Linked DNA regions of Rattus norvegicus: regions 2 and 3 are each linked to region 1. The links are chromatin contacts, called in public Hi-C maps. All regions are on one chromosome and are shown on one strand. Each heading gives the region's core, a stretch centred on a gene start, on an enhancer-like site or on the middle of the called end of the contact. The rest is flanking DNA. Distances are from core to core; before and after follow the strand shown. Region 1 holds the start of Spty2d1 (SPT2 chromatin protein domain containing 1). Region 2 holds the start of Hps5 (HPS5, biogenesis of lysosomal organelles complex 2 subunit 2). Region 3 holds the start of Ldha (lactate dehydrogenase A).

Evidence for each region. A called contact is a pair of places that touch in the nucleus more often than the background predicts.
Region 2: a contact with region 1 is called in a Hi-C map of mammary epithelial cells, with 2.8 times the contacts expected there. The contact joins the promoter of Hps5 here to the promoter of Spty2d1 in region 1.
Region 3: a contact with region 1 is called in a Hi-C map of liver, with 3 times the contacts expected there. The contact joins the promoter of Ldha here to the promoter of Spty2d1 in region 1. A contact is called at or near these places in 3 of 12 Hi-C or Micro-C datasets (the A7r5 cell line, liver and mammary epithelial cells).

The regions. Positions count from the first base shown.
Region 1 is chr1:106,683,202-106,688,314 of GRCr8, forward strand. Spty2d1 (SPT2 chromatin protein domain containing 1) reads right to left here and starts at 2,670. Exons shown (of 6, transcript NM_001401713.1): 1 at 2,350-2,670. The coding sequence starts at 2,409. LOC134483110 (a long non-coding RNA gene) reads left to right here and starts at 2,551. Exons shown (of 3, transcript XR_010060047.1): 1 at 2,551-2,684. It also overlaps the pseudogene LOC134483109.
Region 2 is chr1:106,454,421-106,459,533 of GRCr8, forward strand. Hps5 (HPS5, biogenesis of lysosomal organelles complex 2 subunit 2) reads right to left here and starts at 2,800. Exons shown (of 23, transcript NM_001135612.1): 1 at 2,618-2,800. It overlaps Gtf2h1 (general transcription factor IIH subunit 1), which reads left to right and starts at 3,272. Exons shown (of 15, transcript NM_001399644.1): 1 at 3,272-3,446.
Region 3 is chr1:106,505,760-106,510,872 of GRCr8, forward strand. Ldha (lactate dehydrogenase A) reads left to right here and starts at 2,333. Exons shown (of 8, transcript NM_017025.2): 1 at 2,333-2,409; 2 at 4,086-4,235. The coding sequence starts at 4,110.

The sequences.
Region 1 (5,113 bases), core at 1,420-3,919:
CTATAAGTTGCCTTGGTTATGGTGTCTTATCACAGCAATAGGAAAGCCACTCTTTGAGGTAGGAAATAAAGGTTGCTGAGCTAGTGGGTAATGGTTGCTCAGGGAGGGGGAAGTGACTTCTTTGGAGATGCAGCCTCTGGTAAACTGGCCATGCCTCACCCATGCTCATGCACGTGACTATTTAAACTCAGTGGGTCTCTCTGTGACTCACTCTCTCACCCACCCACCCACACCATGAAAGTAGGAGAAGCCTAGGGACGAAGAGACATAGTTGGAGAGGGGACAGAGGATAATGGAGGGTGACAATAATTACCATGAAACTGACAGAATAAAAAAATTAAAAATATCTCCAAACTACACAAATTTTACACAAACAAATGAATTTTGTCATTAGACCTAATTTCTATCCTCATACTTCATTATATTTATACATATATGTACACAAATGTATTTCTATAAAAATTCTGCAGAAAAATTCTGTCATGCAGAATACTTCTAGAGTCAAGTACTCCAGGTAAGGGTATACAACTATAGCTCTGTAGGCAGCCACAGACACCTACATCTGTTGTGACAAGCCAACATGGCTGCACAGGTGTTTTGGATGTTAACCTCTTAGCTTTTAGCCCATCACCAGCCAGGTTGGCTTTCTTCAATATAGGTATGGTCTAAAAACTCTGAAGACTAGAATCTGAGTCAATTCTGATAGGATCGAAGATGATGCTGACAGGGAGAAGACAGCCAAAGGGAGAAAGGACCAAGCACGCAAAGGGATGATGTTGGTTACTGTGTCTGCCTTTTTTCCAGGAGCTTTGGCTTTTAATAGTCTGTCTGTCTGTCTCCCCCTCCCCCCCTTAAATCTGGGTTCTGATTCTTCCACAAGACAATTCTTAGACATATAAAGCTAGTATCTTTTTAAAACAAAACAGAACAAAAACAGACAAATAAACAAAACCAAAATATTTCTCAAGATTCAAGATCTAAGATAAAATCAGACCAAATTATGCAAACATGACTAGTAGACCTAACTAAATGTGACTAGATAATCTACAAATAGATAAATATTGTTGCTCCAGACCTCAAAGGCTTGTGCCCACAGATTCAACCTGCAAGACTTATGAGATGCGGCTTAGAAGAGTCTTATTGAGTGATTATTATCAGGGTGGGACATGACTGACCACATATATTAACATACATGTAATATATATGTACATATATGTGCACACATACACACATTACTTTTACTCATTATTTTAGGTAGATATATTCAAGAGTTAAAAAAATAGGCTGGATTTGACAAGAAGTGACGAGAGGAAAAAGTACAGCAACATACAAAATTATAAATTTTGCAGAATGCAAGTGAGATCTCAAGTTTCATCTGACTGACTCTAAAAGGTTAAGTCCCACACTTCACTGATTAAATCACAGGTATCACAATGCGATATATCGGTTTACAGTTGTTCTGTGGGTACCTTCTGGTGATCCAGAAATGATTAGTTTATGCAAAACAGCTACAACCCCAGAAAGCAGATGTGGCGCCACTTCAGTATTTACCTCTGAGAATATAATCGAACTCACACATCTACTGAGCAAACAGAACCCCAAAATCTGGAAGTCCACTAGGAAATGAAAGCTGAAAACCCGCTCGCATAGAGAATCGATAGATCCAAGGGACATGCGGCAAATAAAAGGTCTACCACACATCCGCAGCCCACATGATCACCTTACAGTTAGTTGGCAATGAATTTCCTGCAAAGCCCTGAACTCTTTCCAATATAAAATACCTCCTTGGCAGGTGATTCATCTTTGGTTCAGTGGGTGGGGCTACGAACCAGAGAACCCTTTCAAGAAATCACTAAACATTCACCTGAAAATCCGTATTCGACACCGCTAAAAAGACCCAAAGGCTATCAGGCGAAGTCCTTAAAGTCCCCGAGTTTCCTGGCTATACTGGTCCTCAATTTAGGGGCTGAAGTTTATTGGAAGTCAGGGGCTACTAATGCTACACAGTACCCTGTCAGGCGCCGCTCATCCCCTACTTTGCGCAACTCTTAAAAACAAAACAAAAAAACCAAAAAAAAAAACAAAAACAAAAACAAAAACAAAAACAAAAAAAACAACCCGCAAGCCGCAAAGCCTACTTTTCAGGGCACATGAGCTGGTGAGACCGACCCCAAGAAAGATCTCCCTTTCCCATCCCCAGCCCTTGTGTACCCAAATCTCCGCGGAAACTCCAGAAGAGGGCGTGCGTAGTTCAGGTCTCCCTGAGGCCGACAGGCGCTCCCCTGGAAGTTCCACCCACCACATACGAACTTGACGCCTGGGTTTCCTACAGAAACCCCGGTGACTCACCGGTACATGGTTGACACCTTGTCCTTTGGAAGCGATCAGGAGGATTTCCCTGAAGTCCATGTCTGGCTGAAGAGAACAGCCCGGCTGAGCCGGGGACTCGGGAAGCGGCGGACGCGAGTCTTGTTGCTCGCTGAGCCTAAGCTCTACTGACTGGCTTGCCTTGGTGGCCCTTCTCCCGCCGCCCCTCAACACCGACACTTCCGGCGCCTTCTAATGCCGTGTACCGCCCCCGCGCTGCAGCCGAATACAATATATGTGTATGTGTGTGTACACACACACAAAACTCAGCGACTCCGCAGCGCTCGCGAGTATTTGCGCAACTTCCGCTTTCGGAGGTAAGACACGTAAAACGGGTACGTGGCCGTTGGCGTTGGCTCAAATGGGTGGGACTGAAGCGTTTTGCAGCCAATCAGACGCAATATGGCAGCTTAGGGGCGTGGATAAGGGTTTTGTGTGTGTGCCGGGGAGAGTGATGAGTTTGAGGATCTTCGCGGCGGGAGAGGATTTCAGTGCAAGTTCCGGTGTGGGGTGGGCACTGTACCCCCTTCCATATCTGGACTCTGTAGGTGTCACGGGTGGATGCTTAGATTCCTAATGGCGGGGTTCCAACAGCTGGTGCGACAGGTCTGGAGCAAGGGATCTCAGTTTGTCTCTCGGGAGCCCCGAAGCTACGCATGCGCAAACAGATCCTGTTCTTCGCCTGGTTCTCCGAAGTCAGTTATCTCACGGAGGCACCCCGCTGCTTTTTTAAAAGCCTAGGGAATGAGCGAAGACTTTAGTCACATGCCAAGCAGAACTTGACTCTGACGCACTGCAGAACATAGAGCATTCATTGGGAGTCTAGCCTGAGTTTCTTTTGAGTTATCTTGAACTTGGTCATTCCAGCTCAATAAAGTACACGTGAATAACTCTATATACCTGGGTCTGGGGGTGGGAATGGGCTACGGATCGTTCTGTGTGATGGAAATACCCCCAAACTGAACTGTTGGGGGGGGGTGGCTGCATTATTTACTTTTTTTTTTTTTTTTGGTACAGTTGAAAGGGGTGAGTGTATTCTGTAGACCTTATTCTGTGAATTGATGTTAGACTGCTGTATTGGAATGGCTCCACTTTAGGCTGGGTAAGAGACCAAGATGAAACTTGCTTTCCCCCTAGAATTTTTTTTTTTCTATTTTCTTTTCAAGACAGGGTTTGTCTGTGTAGCCCTGTTTGTGCTGAAACTTACTCTGTAGACCAGGCTAGCCTCAAACTCGGAGCTCCACCTGCCTCTGTCTCCCAAGTGGTAGGATTAAAGGCATGTGACATCATGGGCTGGCAGTATTGGAATTCTTAATTTTCCTCTTCCTTAGCCTCATATCTTAAGAACTCTCCCTAACCCAACATAATTCAGTTAGGGTTTTCTAGAGTCACAGAACTTAGGGAATGTCTCTATATTGAGGGAATTTATTGTGATGACTTACAGTCTGTAGTCCAACTAACCCAACAATGGTTATGAATGGGAAATTCAAGAATCTAATACTTACTCAGTCCCACGAGACTAGTGGTTTCAGAAGTAGGTTCCAACAGATCTGCTGGCAAGTAGGATCAGGCAAAAAAGAGTGAATCTTCCTTCTTCCAATGTCCTTATATAGGCCTCCAGCAGAAGGTGTGGCCCAGCAGAAGGCGTGGCCTAGATTAAAGGTGTGTGTACCTTCAAGCCTGTATCTGGGACTTGATTTGTCTCAGGCTGACCTTGAACTCAGAGATCTCCTTGCCTCATCTGGGATTAAAGGCTGTACTACCTTGCCCGGGCCTAAGCTTTTCATGGCCACTATGCCTCAAGATCTCCAGGCCAAGATCCAGGTCAGAAACTTTTGTCTTCTAGCATCAAGATCTGGATAACAGATGAGCCTTTCAATTCTGGATTGTAGTTCATTCCAGATATAGTCAAGTTGACAACCAGGAATGGCCACCACACTCCCTTTACAAGGAGAAACAATGAATTCAGCAGATAGTTCCAGAGAAAGAACTGATGAACAGTATAAAGGCCCAGCCCCTGCCCGACTAAGGCTTTAATTCTCATGACCAGGAATAACTGCATAACGCAGAAAGTAGTAACTACTGATGAAGGACAGTGCAGAACGGAGAGTTGCTAGAGTTTGCAAATAAAATGGCATTTGGAAACCTTTGTTATTAAATTTAGCTGGGTCTCCTATACCTCAGCTGGCAAATTTAGAATTTAACAGCTACAGTTGGACTATGAGCACAGATTGAATCAAGAATTTAGCAGATATATTTACGTTGGTAAGAAATAAGATGAGAAATGTGACGAAGGTTGAGATGGTACTGAGGGCCAGGGTAGGAGGGTAGGGAGAAGCTTTTTAAGACAGAAGTCAGAGTGTGGCATCATTGCAGACGCTTTTAATCCCAGCACTTGGAATGCAGAGACAGGCGAGTTTAAGTCCAGCCTGGACAGCTAGAGCTACAATAGTGAGGTTCTGAGCGGGGAGGCAGGAAGAAATGAAAGTCCCAATGACATAGTATTTATTCCCTTTAGATTGACACAATTCAAATTCCAAATAAGCAATGCTGTAAAGGAAAGGGAAATGTACTCTCATGAAAGTATTTGAGGTCAGTTTGGTAAAATATAAAAGCCTAATGCTTTAGGTAGCTTCTTGTGTGCTAGACATGCTTCTAGGTTTTTTTTTTTAACATAAGCAATCAAAATTTCATAGCAAGCTTATTAAGTAGTGGTCGAATTGAATGACTGAGTTCTTCCCAAATA
Region 2 (5,113 bases), core at 1,550-4,049, 230 kb before region 1:
CAGTGGAGTTGACCACAGAGCTAATGTCAAGCAGCTTCAAAACCTTCTACTCCCTAATTCTAACTTCCCAATCTTCTGCTACCTACCAAGTGAGTGAAGAAGAGGGGGAGGAGAAGCAGCAGCAGGAGCAGCGTCTGGGAGATGACACTGGGTAAAGAGCTTGATGCATAAACATGAGGTCCCGTGTTTATTGCATCTCCAGCACACACAGAGAAGCCAGGCATGGAAGGACATTAAGGGAGACATGTGATGATCTCCTTCTTGGCCTCCACATGCACATGGGCATAGGTGTCCCCACACACATTCACACAAAAATAAAAACAATTAAAGATTCTAAAGCAAACAGATACCATGGAAAAAAATCAGAAGCGTCTGTTTTTATTTTTTCTGTGATTTGTGTTTCTGACACTGTTTTAGAAGCACATTCATTCAGCAGATAACGTACTAAGCTTCGCTCATGTGCTGGGCATTGTTCTAGAGATAACAACGGAAGACAAAGCAAAGTCCTAATCTCAGAGCACACCTTCCAGGGGTAAAGCCCAGAGACATGTGGAGGTTTGTTTTTCTTATTCTTGTGGCGTTAAGAGAATAAAACCCAAGATCTTTATAAACTGAGCCTGTGTTCTACCACGGAATGTGTCCCTGCCCTTCTCTGTGACTTTTTTTATTATATACATATAATACAACTTTATTCTCTGCTAGTAATGTATCCTTAGTATAACTTGACCTCTGTAAGAATTGTATTCTAAAACAAGCCAAAAATAAACAAACTAAAAACCAAAAAACTTAGCATGACTACATTCAAAATATTTAACAACTCCTTATCCAAGAAAACTCCTTATCTCAGTCACTTCCTTTCTTGAGGTAGTTAGTGAAATAATAGTAACAGTCATGAAGCTGTGATAAGTAAAAGAATCCCGGAAATTGGGCTGAAGAGAGCAGTCAGTGGTTAAGAGCACTGACTGCTCTTCCTGAGGTCCTGAGTTCAAATCCCAGCAACCACATGGTGGCTCACAACCATCTATAATGAGATCTGATGCCCTCTTCTGGTGTGTCTGAAGACAGCTACAGTGTACTTATATATAATAAATAAGTAAATTAAAAAAAAAAAAAAAGAATCCCGGAAATCAATTCTAGTCAAAAAGAACATCACCAATACAACACACATATACAAACACACACAAAATTCTCATAAAGGATAACAGTAAGTCAAAGAAAACCACAGGAAAAAAAACCCTAAAAGAAGTACCAGTACTCCCAGGCCATCTTTTATCAGGAGGAAAAGGGGAAAGGGTAGCAGGCAGAGCTCAAACAGCAGAAACAGAAAAGTGCTGAATGTAGTTGGAGAATTAGTCCTCGGAGTTTAGTCCTTGGTTAAATATAAAATGCAAATTTGGGGCAAGGTACAAAGCACTTCTAACTCTAAACCAAGGAACCTAAACTCAAGTTGGTAGGTCACAGAAGGATTCAGTGCGGAAAGTTTGTCCATGTTCTGTAAAGTGCTATGGGCAGATGCTAGGAAACACAGATTTTAAAGTGCAGAGTGATAAATCAGTGAAGGTCAAGCCTTCCAGAAAATCTGTGGGAAGAAGCCTCTCTCTTGACATTCTCAATAGGAAACTTAAAACTGACTTCTAACTAGTAGTAGCTAAAACAAAAAACAAAACAAAAAAACAAAAAAACAAAAAACAAAAAACCCAGCTTCCTTTTCCATACAATGTGATCTCATCTTTACTTCCTTTTTAAGCTTCATCTCCCATCTTACCCTTCTCCTGCTATTCACCTATCCTGAACTCTTCCCTTCCTCTTTCTGTACATACATGTGAACTTCTGTAGCTTTAATTACGAGGTTCATTAAATATTCTTTTTTTTTTTTTGGTTCTTTTTTTCGGAGCTGGGGACCGAACCCAGGGCCTTGTGCTTCCTAGGCAAGCACTCTACCGCTGAGCTAAATCCCCAGCCCTCATTAAATATTCTTAACCCAATAAGCTCTGCTTTTCTAAAAAGCTGAGATTAAACGTTACTTCTGTGTGCTGTCAGGAAAAAAAATTAAAGAACACTAGCCTCTTAGAAGATGGGAAATCAGTGAACATCTACCATCTTTTTATAAGGTTGGTTTTCCCAAGAGTCACAACGCTCCCCACACCCAAAAAGAAGTCTTGAAAGTAGAATACACGAAAGAAAACATAAAGGAAAAGGGGAAAAAAGGCCCAAGAGATGGTTTATTGCTGTGCCTGGTAACACAACTTAGGGCCCAAGAACTCACAAAAAGATGCAAGGAGAGAACCAATTAAAAAAAGCCATGCCACCTCCTCCCCCAATAATAAATGAAAGTAGAATACATGTAAGATCGTCATTTTTTCCACTTCCCGAGATTTTTTTATGATAATTCAAGAGTGGTAGACAGTGATTGCTGCTCACTAAGCCAAAGCAAACCATGGTGTATCGAGTCCCACAAGGTATGTGAAAGGAAAGACTCGAAAGACACAAAGTAACAAAAATTGAAGAAATTTTGCAAAGGGAAATCAATATTTTATTTCCATATTAGAACTCTACCTCATTCATTCATTCATTCATTCATTCATTCATTCATTCATTCATTGTTCCAAGTGCCTACCGTGTTTTAGGCCCTGGAGGTTCTGCTGGAGATGAAGAAAGAGCAGAACAAGTCCCTTACCACAAGAAGCTCCTGTCAATCACAACTAACTTTTAAACCGCCCTAACTGTAAACCGCAGCTGTCGCTCTGGAGAAGTCCAGGAAGCAGATTTTCCAAGCCAGGATCATAGAACCGCAAACTGACTAGTGATCGCTTTCCTTAGCAGGCTCCACAGACTCTCAACATGCCTTGACAGCGGAACCTGAACTTCAGACACACTATCGCTCCTCCCTCCCTTGATGACGTCATCCAGAGGCGCCAGGAATCGGGAAAGCGCTGTTAACGGCACTTCCTTGTCACGTGACGGTCACGCCCCTCCCCCGCGCGTGCTCCCTCCCCCTCCGGCCGCGGTCGCGATTACGCTCCCTGCGGCCTGCAGTCAGAGAACCGACTCGGGCCGAGGACGCATCATCGATCCGGACCGGATGCTCTCTAGGGAGAAAGGCGAGCCAAACTGAATCCCGAAACTCTCCGCCACTCGAGACCGAAGAGGAGAAACAAAACAGGCGGGAACCGGTGGGGGAGGGCGGGAGCTAGCGGAAGGTGTCATGGCGGCCACAGTGGTGGTCACGTGCCCCGGAGGCCCGCCCTGTCATTTCCGGTCACGTGCCCTCAGCGCCCTCGCAGCCAGCGATGGAGGCGAGACCCCCCGGCAACAGAGGCGGTGGCGACGGCTGCGGCCGCAGGGTTTCACCCTCCTCCGTGCAGCGGCTGTGAGAAGCTCGGCGGAGCCAGATCCGACAGGACGCGGTTCACGCACCCCAGGCCGGAGACAGTAGCTCCCACCTGGTAAGTTCAGACCGAAGAATGGGGTTGAGCTGGCAGTGAGGGTCTGACAGGCCCCGGGGGCGCGGGGCAGCGCGGATTGAGCTCTTCGCTGTAGTAGTCTCCACGACCCTTACAAACTGGCTGTGTGGTTTGCCCTTCTTATCCCGAAATGGGAAGGAGGTGCCCTGACCCTTAATCTACTGCCTAAAGGCATTCCGTTCTTCCGCGGGGAGGAACTAGAATCAGACTCACCTGAGAACGAAGGAAGTGAGGTTTCTCCGAGACACCGAGGCCCTTCCCGTTAGGAAGTCTGCCTTGGAGAGTCTTTCGACTCCTGTAAAAGAAGCCCTCTAACCTTGGTGGCCTCGTGCATTTTGCTTGCACCTGTCATCCTGCTCTTCAAACTGTTATTAAAGCTTGAGCCACACACCCAGTTTTAGTTATGACCAGTTTGACAGTCTTGTAATGTAAAGCGGACACAATACATGTAAATATGTGATTACTTTTCTTTCTAAGATCTCCAGTATTCTTAGAAGCTAAATTAATGCGAAATTGACCCTTACATGCCCATTTTACCATCTGTAAAACAAGGGTGGGAGAAAGATGTTAAAACTTATGCCCAGGGCTACAGTGAGATGGCTCAACTGGTAAAGGTACTTGCTGCCAAACCTGAGTTCCATCTCTGGGACCCACGTGGTGGAAGGAGAGAACCAATTTCCGGAAGTTGTGTCCTCACTTATACACAGTTTAATTTGGGGGTCTTGTTTGTTTTTGTTTTTCGTAGTTGGTTTGGCTGACTTTTGTTGTTGCTCATTTAAAGACTCCAGTTTAAAATACCGTAAAACAGGTTTGAGAGTCTGGAATGCAGCTCAAAGCTAAGAGTTCTTGCTAGGCCCTGTAAGATCCTGGGTTTCATTTCCAGAGATGACCCCCCCAAAAAAATAATAATAATAATACAAGACTGTAAGTACAGCTCAATGTAGATTGCTTGGTAAGCATGCAGGCCTGGGAACAGAAAATTGACTTGAAACACACTAAGGGCTTGGCTCCAATCAATATCCAGACTTGTGACTTCCTTTTCCTTCCTTTCATTCCTCTCCTGACCCTCCACTCTCCACAAGTTTTCTCTGTGTAACAGTCCTAGCTGTCCTGGAACTCTTTTTTTGTAGCCCAGGCTGGCCTTGACTCACAGAGATCAATTGCCTCTTGAATTCGAAGGTTAAAGGTGTGCGTTACCACACCTAGCCCCAGACTAGTGGTTTCCTTTTTTTTTTTTTTAAGTTGGTTAATTTTATTAATGTACATTGGTGTTAGGCCTGCCCATATGTTTGCATAAGGTCAGATTCCCTAGAACTGGAATTAAAGTTGTGAACTGCCATGTGGGTGCTGGAAATTGAACCTTAGGTCCTATGGGAGAGTAGCCAGTGCTCTTAACACCAATGCTCTTAACCGCTGAGTCATCTCTTCAGCCCTAGTGGTTTTAAAGACGCGAAACATTTTGCCCATGAATTTTTGCCTGAAATTCCAACATAAAAAAGCAACATGGAAGCTGGAAGTTGGTGGCACGTGCCTTTTTAATCCCAGCACTGGGAGGCAGGGGAAGGCAGATTTCTGAATTGAGGGAGTTCCAGGACAGGCAGGTCAACACAGAGAAACTCTGTCTCAAAAAAAAAAAAAAAAAAAAAAAA
Region 3 (5,113 bases), core at 1,083-3,582, 180 kb before region 1:
TATGGGTCTTTCTGGAGACTGGTCTTGAGATGCTACTGACCAATGCCAAGAGGAAGTAGGCCTGTCTGTGTTCTGCAAGGGGACCAGAGTCTTACTCCTTACCTGCAAGGGGGTCCCTGAAACGGTGCACAAGCCGAAGTGTAGGGTGGTGAGAAGAGGGAGTTCCCACTCTGTGGGTACACGGGTAGGCATAAGGAAAAGGAAGAAACAGTATCCTTTTCCAGAATCCTTCTGGGGTCAGAGGAGCGTGTGTGCACATGAGGTCTCTGCACATGCATTTTCCACACAAAGCAATTTCCTAGCAGACGGACCTGACCTGGGCATCTAATAACCCAGTTTACATTCTGCTTGCAGCATTGTATTCCATAGGTGACCAGTTCAGTTCCACAGGGCTGCCCCTACCTGAGACCATAGTCAAAAGTAGTTACTAGATCATCTCCACTGTGCTTCCGCCTCCACTATAAACTGAGGTGTCCCCAAGGCCCTCCACATCCACCTGTTTAACTACTTGCTCTTGTGTCTTAACTCACAGACGTACATTCACTTTTTTCTTTAAAAAGCTTCATATCTCTTGTTCTGACTTTTTTTTAAAAAGATTTATTTCTTTTTTTTTTTTTTTTTTTTTTTTTTTTTTGGTTCTTTTTTTCGGAGCTGGGGACCGAACCCAGGGCCTTGTGCTTCCTAGGTAAGCGCTCTACCACTGAGCTAAATCCTCAGCCCCAAAAAGATTTCTTTCTTTCTTTTTTTTTTTTTAAACCACTCAACAACTATCTTTATTATATATAAGTATACTGTAGCTGTCTTCAGATACATCAGAAGAGGGCATCTGATCTCTTTACAGATGGTTGAGCCACCATGTGGTTGCTGGGAATTGAACTCATGACCTCTGGAAGAGCAGTCGGGTGCTCTTAACCGCTGAGCCATCTCTCCAGCCCCCAAAGATTTATTTCTTATATACACTGTCACTGTCTTCAGACACACCAGAAAGGGGCATCAGATCTCATTACAGATGGTTGTGAGCCACCATGCGGTTGCTGGGATTTGAACTCAGGACCTCTGGAAGAGCAGTCAGTGCTCTTAACCACTGAGCCATCTCTCCAGCCCCTTATTCTGACTTTTTTTTTTTTCCTTTTTTTTTTTTTCAGAGCTGGGGACCGAACCCAGGGCCTTGCACTTGCTAGGCAAGCGCTCTACCACTGAGCTAAATCCCCAACCCCTATTCTGACTTTTAAAAAGATTCATTTTAACTATGTATATGGGGGAGGGAGACTCCGTGAAGATCAAAAGAGGGTACTGGAACCCCTGGATTGGGGAGTTACAAACTTTTGTGGTCTTCATGGCAGAGCCATCTCCCCATATCCAACTGTTGTGACTTTTAAATTTATTTTATTTGCGTTCTGCTGAGGATGGGACTCAGGCCTTTGTGTATGCAAGGCAAGTGTCTCTGCCCTGGCCACAATCCTAGCCTACTCTGTTTATTATAAAAGACATCACAATGTACAGTTGAGCAAAATTAGGGGCTGTGAGCTTCATTTGCCCTCCACCTCCAGCTCCCTGCAACTCAAAGCCCTTCAAATCTTGTTTGAGAGTATAATAGACCTTAATCTGCAGTAAACGCGTCTCTTCCAGGGAGATGGGTGAGCAGGGTTGAAAGTCACGATTCTTCCCATCACTAAGGAAATCAAAGCAGTAGCAAACTCCATTTCACATCCTGTCAGTGGTGGAGTACCTTAAGATTCACATAGGATTTAGCGGAAGCTGGGAGAGGAATAGGAACTGGCCTACAGAAAGAAATTTAAAGGCAGACACGGATGTAAACTGACCAAGTCATTCGTAAGCCCTCAAATGCTGAGACACGTCCTGGTTTGAGGCTTTTTAAGTGAAGCAGCAGGAGAAAGGCCGGCCCATCTGATAGACTGTTATGGTGGACAGACCGACAAGGTGCTTTTTCACGCAATGTTTCCTGAGGGCCTGTTGCCTGCCAGAACTTGTCCCCGGCGCTGGGAACAGCAATGAAGAAAGTGACCAGGGTTTTTCTGAGTCTCACAAGTTTTACGGAGAAGGAAGCGGAGGATCGATGCATTTCGGGCTCCTGCTTCTAGGGCTGAGGAGCATGTCCGGCTGGCCATTCTTAGAGGTGTCGCAGCACATGTGGAGCCACCCTTACAGAGCCATCGTGCTGCGCGCGCCGCCCCGATCTTGGTGGCGCCTAGCCCGGCTGGACGCCCGCCCCTAGCCCAGCCTACACGTGGGTTCCCGCACGTCCGCTGGGCTTCCACTCTGACGTCAGCACGGAGCTTCCATTTAAGGCCCCGCCCGCGTGCAGCTCTGCGTGCTGGAGCCACTGTCGCCGATCTCGCGCACGCTACTGCTGCTGCTCGCCCGTCGTCCCCCATCGTGCACTAAGCGGTACGGTCGGGACCCATGCTACCCGCACAGGGCGTTCCTACCTGGGGTGGAGGTGCAGGGTGGGTGTTCAGACCTGGGCACGCGTGGGCTACTGTGCTCTGGGGAACGGAGCAGGCGGCCCCACCCAGCCTGGGGCGGCGAGATCGGTGTGAGAAGAAGGGTTAGGGGGATGGCGGGCCTGAAGGTCGGGAGCCACCGAACAGGGACCAGAGAGCCGTGCGAGACGGGAGGACGGGTAACTCGAGCCCATGGGGGCCGAAAGAGCCTCAGCCCGTCCGGGGCGGGTATTAAGAGCCTTCGTGCGGTTTGCATTTTCCCTTGCGTGGGCTCGGTGGAGTGGATGTTTCCTGCAGATTAAAGGGCGCTGTTGACCTAAATGGGGTTTGTTAAGAAGCTCCTGATGTGTCTGGGGATCATGCTAAGCGCGCTGCGTGCGGAGAGGAAGCGGGAAGAGTTGCAGTCCTTCCTCTACACCCTAGACGGAAGGAGGAAACCTGTAGCTGAGAGGCCTGCGACACCCATCGGGTCGTAGGTGGGGAGTAGCCGCACCCTGTCCCAATAGAGCACGAAAATGAGGTTTGCGTGAGGCAGATTATCTGCGGGAAGACCCCCCCGCCCTGCCCCCCAGCCTGCAGAAACCTCTCAAGGCTGTCTAGAAATAGCAGCGGTTGTAAGGAGACCGGATTCCTGCCTGATGGCCCTAGGCTGCTTGCCCAGAGATCTTGCCGAGTCCTTTTGCACTTTGGAACGATTTCAAAAATAGACGTGGTGCTTGCTGGGAAAGGTGGCCCTCGTGGTACTGCGGGGGAGGCTCTGGGTCTCAGACCCTCCACAATTGTATCCGCATTTTGGAACTGAAGAAATTTCCCTTAGCGGCCACATCCTGGCCAACGAGGCCTCACCGTGTGAAGGTCCTGGTTTCTGGTATGGGCATTTGAGATCTCACCCTGGCGCCAGGCTGAGGTGGCTGCCAGCCACTTCACTGCTTGTGCTTTGGGCTCTAGTAGGGGCCCAACTCTGACCGCGAACTTACTGCAAGAGGTCTCATCCATGGCTAGCAGCCACTAGACTTACGTATGACACCTTGTTCTGAAGTTGCGCACGCGCACCGGCTTGCCCCCTGCCTGCCAGTCTTACAGATCTGGCTTGATCATACAACTTGGGTTCTTGCGGGGGTGGGGGTTAGGAAGCAAGTTTGCGCGTGCGCAGGCCTAAGCACGTTGCTATGCCTTAGGGTCGCACCTTGTAGCCGTTATTGGCGCCCTCTGCTCTTGATTTTTGGTATTTCCGGAAGCAACTTGGGGCCTACTTGCTGTAGGACTCTGGGTGATGGGAGAAGAGCGGGAGGGCAGTTCTTTAACCGTGTAAGAGGAGGGACCATCCCTTTTGGGGTTCATCAAGATGAGTAAGAACTCAGGCGGCTACACATATACGGAGACCTCAGTATTATTTTTCCATTTCAAGGTGAGGACCTTCACGCTGAGAGCCAGACCACACCCTGGCGTTGAGCGTTGCACTCTGTGACTATTCTTGGTTTTTTCCATTTCTGTTTTTTGTCATGTTGTCACTTAATGGAAAGTAGTCCAAAGGTAGCAAAGTCAACGTTTTTTAAAGTCAGAAACTTGGTGAGTACATCTTGGGACAGGCTACAATGATACACGTTGTTTTCCCCTTAGGTCCCAAAAGATTCAAAGTCCAAGATGGCAGCCCTCAAGGACCAGCTGATTGTGAATCTTCTTAAGGAAGAACAGGTCCCCCAGAACAAGATTACAGTTGTTGGGGTTGGTGCTGTTGGCATGGCTTGTGCCATCAGTATCTTAATGAAGGTAAGTGGGGTCCTTTATGTCACAAGCCTGTGGATGGGGGTCCTCCCTACATTGTCACATTGTATATAAAACTATTAAGGTTTGCACATACTCATTCAGAGTCAACTGTGAAACATTTTGCAACATAGTGATACACAAGAAAGGGATTATGAAAGTAACAGTATCAAAGGTGATCTCACTGAGGCCTGTTTAAAACACTCTGCCTTGTGTTAAGGTGCCGTACCACCAGAAGAGCCCTTTTATTATGCATTTTATGTACCTTTTATTATACCTTTTCAGTTAAGTGAATCCAGTGCCTCCAACATGCTAGATAACCATTGACCTACGTGCCCAAATCTAAAGAGACATTTGAATTGGAATTTATATGTGCATGTGATTAAAATTAAAATCCTACTGAATAGGTTATCTTGAACTTCTGTCTGACCCCCATTGTTTCCTGGTGTATGCAGTTTTCCATTGGAAAAAAGAATTGTGTGTGAGCAGACAGTCACATAAGAGGGTAACTTTTGGCTAGTTCTCTCCTACCTTATGGGTTCTGGAGGTCAAATTCAGCTCAGCAGACTGTTTTCACCCATCCATCTCCCACCTACGTTTCTTATCAATCACAGAGCTAAAATTTAATTAGTCATAACTTTATAATTGAGTTAGAAAACACTTTGAGACAGGGTAAATAAACGTTCTTGGTTCGTATGTAGTCCAAACTATCCTTGAACTTGGAACAGTCTTCCTGGGTTTGGTTTATATGTCTCCAACATAACACCTAGCTTTGCAGAATACTATTATTCTTCAGGTACTGACTAAAATCTGCCTGAGGCAACATTTCTTTCTTTCTTTCTTTTTTTTTTTTTGGAGCTGGGGACCGAACCCAGGGCCTTGCG